Regions from separate parts of the Podarcis muralis genome. Here region 2 is linked to region 1. The links are chromatin contacts, called in public Hi-C maps. All regions are on one chromosome and are shown on one strand. The core of a region is the stretch at or near the end of the contact, and the rest is flanking DNA. Distances in the headings are between cores, read along the strand shown. Region 1 holds the start of TMUB1 (transmembrane and ubiquitin like domain containing 1). Region 2 holds the start of ABCF2 (ATP binding cassette subfamily F member 2).

What was found. A called contact is a pair of places that touch in the nucleus more often than the background predicts.
Region 2: a Hi-C map of tail shows a contact between it and region 1, with 5 times the contacts expected there. The contact joins the promoter of ABCF2 here to the promoter of TMUB1 in region 1. A contact is called at or near these places in 2 of 3 Hi-C or Micro-C datasets (blood and tail).

What each region holds. Positions count from the first base shown.
Region 1 is chr12:1,208,302-1,211,353 of rPodMur119.hap1.1, reverse strand. It overlaps TMUB1 (transmembrane and ubiquitin like domain containing 1), which reads left to right and starts at 1,587. Exons shown (of 3, transcript XM_028750414.2): 1 at 1,587-1,736.
Region 2 is chr12:1,386,197-1,389,204 of rPodMur119.hap1.1, reverse strand. ABCF2 (ATP binding cassette subfamily F member 2) reads left to right here and starts at 1,415. Exons shown (of 14, transcript XM_028750337.2): 1 at 1,415-1,692; 2 at 2,440-2,652. The coding sequence starts at 1,530. CHPF2 (chondroitin polymerizing factor 2) reads right to left here and starts at 1,250. Exons shown (of 5, transcript XM_028750318.2): 1 at 1,096-1,250; 2 at 1-404. The coding sequence starts at 286.

The DNA.
Region 1 (3,052 bases), core at 338-2,837:
GGCGGCCATCCACCAACAGATAAAGCTGGGTGTCATCAGCATACTGATGCCAACCCAGCCCAAAGCTCCGGACAATCTGGGCAAGGGGGCGCTTAAGATACTAAAAAGCATTGGGGAAAGGATTGCGCCCTGTGGGCCTCCACATACCAAGGTGTGGCGCGGCGACAACTCCCTCCCTTCCAACAGCTTGACTTTGCCCTCAAAGGTGCATTTTCCCATTGTCTCCCTAGCCAGACGGATACCATTCAAGCATCCCATGCTGCTTGAGACCATCTAGCCCTATATTGTCCACACTGACTGGCAGCTGCGGCTCTCCAGGGTTTCAAGGAGGGGTCTCTGCCAGCCCTACCTGGAGGTGCTGCTGGGAACTGAACCCGGGACCTTCTGCCTGCAGAGCAGATGTTCTGTCGCTGAGCTGCAACCCGAATAATACACAGAATCATAGAGGGACCACAAGGGTCATCCAGCAGAGGATGTAGGCTCAGGTGGTCCAGGCAGGGAGCAGGCGCTGCCCTGCCTGGTCCTGCCACCTGTGCCGTTTGGCTGGCTCTTGGGGTTGGGGTGCGGACGGGGAGGCATTTTACTCCTGCGCAAGGCCATTCCTCGAGGCATTAAATTCATCCTCTGATGGAAGATTCAGGGCAGATCAAAGAAGGCCCTTCACACAGCACAGAGTTAACCTGTGGAACTCTCTGCCTCAGGACTGCTACATGGCTTTAAAAGAGGAGGAGAGGGCTTTGGAAGGCCAGTGGCCTGATCCTTCTCTTTTTATGGATCTGTGGACATCAGGGCCGAGAGGAGAAGAATTGAGGGTCGCTTCCCCCCAGTTCCTCTCGAAGCTGCCTGTGGACTGAACTGACATTGGCTACTGCCCCCTTCTGGCTGTCCCCAGACGTGCATGTGGCCATGGGGAGAGTTGGCTCCTGCGCAGCCCAAGCGACCGTCACCCTCAGGATTTGGAGGGGCCTTTCTGCTGGGGAGTCTCCTTTCCCTATCCAATCCTCACAACAAGCCTGTCAGGCTGAGAAGCACGGCCTCTTGTGGCAGTGAGTTCCACTGTCGAACTCTGTGCTGCACAGAGGAGGACTTCCTTTGGCCTCTTCTCAACCTTCTGCTTTGTGGGATGCTGCCCACGAAGGAGGAATGATTCAGCGCAGAAGCCATTTGAGAGCCTGCTGGATCAGGCCAATGCGCCTCTAGTCCAGCATCTTGTTCTCACAGAGGCCAGCCAGAGGCCCCAGTGGGAAAACCTCAAGCAGGACTCGAACACAGAGCCGCTCTCCCCTCCTGCGTTTTCCAGCAACTGGTCTTGGGAAGCATTTCTGCCTCTGACTGTGGAGCCAGAGCCTTTCCTATCATCCTCCTCCTCCTCCCTCAATTTCCTGGAGCCTCTTTTGAAGCCGTCCAGTTGGTGGCCTCCTGTGGCAGGCAGTTCCGCAGTCCCACTCTGCACCGCAGGAAGCAGCCTTCCCTTTCTTCCTCCCGACTCCGCCCGGGAAGGGAAAACTACAGCGCCCACAATCCCCTGCGACGAGGAGGACCCACAAGGCACCGCGCGCCCCAACTACGGCCCCCGCCTGGCAGGCCGGTCTCGCCCCGGAAGCCGGAAGTCGGGCGGGCGGGGACTACGAGGCCCACAATGCCGCGCGCGGGCGGCCGGAAGGGAGGGCGGGAGCGCCTGAGTGGCAGCCCGAGGAGGATGGAGGAGGAAGCGGCGGCGGCTGGCGGGGTCGCGGGTGAGTCGGGGTCGCGGAGGGGGGGGGGCGGTTGCTAGGAGACGCCTCCGCCAGGGGGGCGGGGGCCGAGTCCCGGGGGGGGGGCGCCCCTCCCTCCTCCCAGGCGCCCACCTGGCAGGGCTGTTGTGAAGGCGGCGCCTGCGCGGGAAGGGAAGAGTCCCCCCCTCTTTGGGGGCACCCCGAATGGGGCCTCTCAGCCTGGAGCCCCGAAGGGAGCGCTGCTTCCGGGGGGGGGGGATGGGCTCCCAGGCACCTTTATTATTATTATTATTATTATTATTATTATTATTATTATTATTGCTCTTATTTTATTTGCACCCCGCCCCCCTGGGCAGCTGGCAGCATGCTGTATATGAAAACATAATAGAACATTAACCACTGCCCAGACTCCCCTCTCCTGGGCTGCCTTCCGGTGTCTCCTAAAGGCGACCTTGCTCCTCCTTTCCATGCTCTCTCCTGCACACAGAAACTCAGCTAGACAATCTCAGTGCCAAATGGCACCTCAGACCTGGGGTACTGTGGCCACAATGGAACGTAGGCATCGGTTTTGAGGTTTCGTTGTTGTTATTGGTTCTACAGTGGTACCTCAAGTTACAGACGCTTCAGGTTACAGACTCCGCTAACCCAGAAATATTACCTCGGGTTAAGAACTTTGCTTCAGGATGAGAACAGAAATCGTGCTCCGGCAGCGCGGCAGTAGCGGGATGTCCCATTAGCTAAAGTGGTGCTTCAGGTTAAGAACACTTTCAGGTTAAGAACGGACCTCTGGAATGAATTAAGTACCGTATTTTTCGCCCCATAGGGCGCACCTAGTTTTTTTGGGGGGAAATAAAGAAAAAAAAATTATTTCCCCCCCAGGCGCGGGGCTGGGGCGGGGGAAGCCCAAGCTTCCCCTGACCCCAGCCCCCAGAACAGGCTGCTATCCGCAAGCCGTGGGAGAGCTGCGCGACTTCGCACAGCTCTCCCACGGCTTGCGCAGAGCTTCCTGAAGCCTGGAGAGCAAGAGGGGTCGGTGCGCACCGACCCCCCTCGCTCTCCAGGCTTCAGCGAAAGCCTGTAATCGCCCCATAGGACACACACACATTTCCCCTTCATTTTTGGAGGGGAAAAAGTGCGTCCTATAGGGCAAAAAATACGGTACTTAACCCGAGGTACCACTGTATACAGCTTTATCTTTTAAAGAAAAAATCTCAAAAGCGGCACATTGAAATACCAACTCAAAACAGCACCGAGCAAAACAAAGTCAAGCTTCCAGGAGAATATTTCAGCTCCTTCTTGAAGGGGCCTTTGGCTTCCCCCAGTCGCCAGCCTGGCAC
Region 2 (3,008 bases), core at 166-2,665, 180 kb before region 1:
TGCTGGGGTCCCTGTAGTAAGGCACGATGCGCGGCTTGAACTCCTCCTGCGACTCCTCGCCCTCCTTCCTGCCCGGCCCCGCTCCTCCTCCGGCCCCCGGCAGCCCCTCTCCGTCGGGCTGGCGCCCATGGCCCAGCGCGGCTCCGCCGGCCGCGTCGGCGCAAGAGTCTCCGGCGTCGCCCTGGATCCAGGAGACGCGCAGCAGGCTCAGGCTGCAGCCCAGCGAGAGCCCCAGCAGCAGCGGCAGCGCCGGGCGCAGCACCGCCAGCACCGTGGCCACGCGCATGGCCGGCGGCGGGCGCCCGGACGGGGCAGCCGGGGCTCCGCGACCATGGAGCGGCGAGCCGAGGGGCAGCGGGGCGCCTTGCCGGACGCGCCGTCCAGGGCCGGGGCCAAGCGCAGACCTGGGAGCGGGGAGGGAGGAAGGAAGGAAAGGGGTCACCATGGAAGACAGCGGCACCCACCCCACGAAGTGCCCCCAGGAGGAGGGCAAGGGGACCACCCCCACCGCGCCGTCTAAGGCCGGGGCTAAGCGCAAACCGGGGAGCGGGGAGGGAGGGAGGGAGGGGGTCACCACGGCGCCCCTGGGCAGCACGGAAGACAGCGGCACCCACCCCACAATGCGCCCCCCAAAAGGGAGCGAGGAGACGGTGCGCCCGCCCGCGCCGTCTGAAGCGAGGGCTTGGGGCAGAGCTGGGAGGGAGGTCAGGGAGGATGGGCGCCTGGACAGCAAGGAAGACAGCAGCACCCGCCCCCACGAAGAGCCCCCGGGAGGAGGGCAAGGGGGACACCCCCACCGCGCCGTCTAAGGCCGGGGCTAAGCGCAGAACTGGGAGGGAGGGAGGAAAGAGATCGGGACGGGTGGGCGCCGGGGCAGCATCACCCCCGCCGGGACGCGCCCTCTGGGAGGGGGCACGAAGGGGCCATCGGGGGTCCCTTAGCAGGAGGGGGCAGGCGCCGAGGAGACGCCCGCGCGCGCCCGGTGGGGCAGAGGCCGGAGCGGGGCTGGCCGGCTGCCCCGACGGGGCGGTCTGCCCCTTCCCCTCGGATGGAGGCGGCTTCCCCCTCGCTCCTGCCCCGGCTCCCGGGGCTCACCTTCCGCCCCCGTCCGCCCCTTGCCCTTCCGCAGCTCGGCCCCGACACGTGTCTGGCGTTCACACGCTCCTCCCGTCCCCGGCCTCCCGCGCTTCCTCCCGCTCCTCTTCTTCCGCCCCAGCGGCGCCTCCCTCCGGGGAAGAGGGCGGACTCCATTTCCCAGGGTGCCCCTTCCCAAGGCGCGGGGCATGCCGGGCCGGGCCGCAGTCCGCCCAGACTCGCCTTCCCGGCGTGCCCCGGGGCCCGGCGGGCGCTGACGTCTCGGGCGGCCATTGGCGGGGCGGGGCGGGGCCTAGGGTGCACGCGGCGGCGGCAGCTGCTCTGTTGCGACAGGAGGGAAAGCGCGGCCGAGAGCGAGCGAGCGAGCGAGAGAGCGAGAGGCCGGCGGAGTCCAGGCAGGAGGGAGCAGCGAGGCCGGGTCTCCTCCTCCCGCGATGCCGTCGGACCTGGCCAAGAAGAAGGCGGCCAAGAAGAAGGAGGCGGCCAAGGCCCGCCAGAGGCCCCGCAGAGGCCCCGAGGAGAACGGCGAGGACGCCGGCGGGGAGCCCGAGGCCGCCCGGGGGGGCCGCCAGGACAACGGGGCCGACGCCGAGCCAGGTGGGCGGGGAGGGGGGCTCAGCGGCGCCTCTCCGGCAAGGCGCCAGTCCTCAGCGAGGAGCCGCGGGGAGGTCGCTGCCCTCTTCCGCCCTTTCCCCCTCGCCAGTCCTTTTTCTGCCCGGAAGAGCCGCTCCTTCCTCTCGCATGTGGGGCAGGGCTCCCCCATCGGGGTGATTCAGCGCCTCCTCTCAAGCAAGGCTCCAGTCCTCAGTGAGGAGCCGCCCTCTTCCGCCGGGCCGAGCCGGGTGAGCATCCCGGAAGGGCCGCTCCTCCCCCTCCCCCCTTCTCTGGCACGTGGGCCGGCGTGTGGGGCACGAAGCTGCCCTTAAGGGGGCTCCCCCACCGGGAGGATTCATCACCTTCTCTCAAGCAAAGCTCCAGTCCTCAGTGAGGAGCCACGGGGGTTGTTGCCCTCTCCGGGTTTTTATCTCTCCCCCCCCCCCTTTGTGCAGATGTCACACACCCTGTAAAGCAACCTGTGGGTCCCCAGATGTTTTTGAACTACAACTCCCATCACCCCAGCTAGCAAGGCCAGAGCTCAGGGATGATGGGAGTTGTAGTCCAACAACATCTGGGGACCCACAGGTGGAGAACCGCTGTGTGTCATTCCAGAAGGCAGCTTTCCTTCTCTCTCTCCTGTGAAAGGTAGGGGTTTGGCACGGGGGGGGGGGGCGCCCAGTTCTCTCTTCCCTCCCCCCCCCCTGAGAGGAGCCCTAGGTTCTCATGGGGCTGTGATTCCCCCTCCAGATGTGGACACCATCTCCAAGGCCATTGAGGACTTTGAGCTGAAGAAGGCGGCCGCCCGCGCCGTGACGGGGGTCCTCGCCTCGCACCCCAACAGCACCGACGTCCACATCATCAACCTCTCCCTCACCTTCCACGGACAGGAGCTGCTGAGCGACACCAGGCTGGAGCTCAACTCGGGGCGGCGCTACGGCCTCATTGGCCTGAATGGCACCGGTGAGGCCAAGGGCGGGGCGGCAGGAAGAGGGCATGGCTAACAACGGGGGTGGGGTAGGCAAATGTTCAGGCCCAAATGGAAGCGAGAGGGTCAGTGGAGATAGCTTCAGCGCTGGGGGTTGGACTAGATGGCCCTTGGGGTTCCCTTCCAGCTCCACAATTCTGTGAGGTGGCCAGAGCACAAATCCCCCCCAGGTCCTGAGGCCCAGGTGGGTGGGTGCCTCTCCTTTCTGGAGCAGGGGCCAGACTCAGCCTTCCAGCCCTTGCCAAGGTGGCACTGATGCCAGGGGAGGCTTCTGGGGGCCCCCACTGGTCCGCTTGCCCTTCTGCCAAGGCGCTGACAGCCTGCCAAAGGG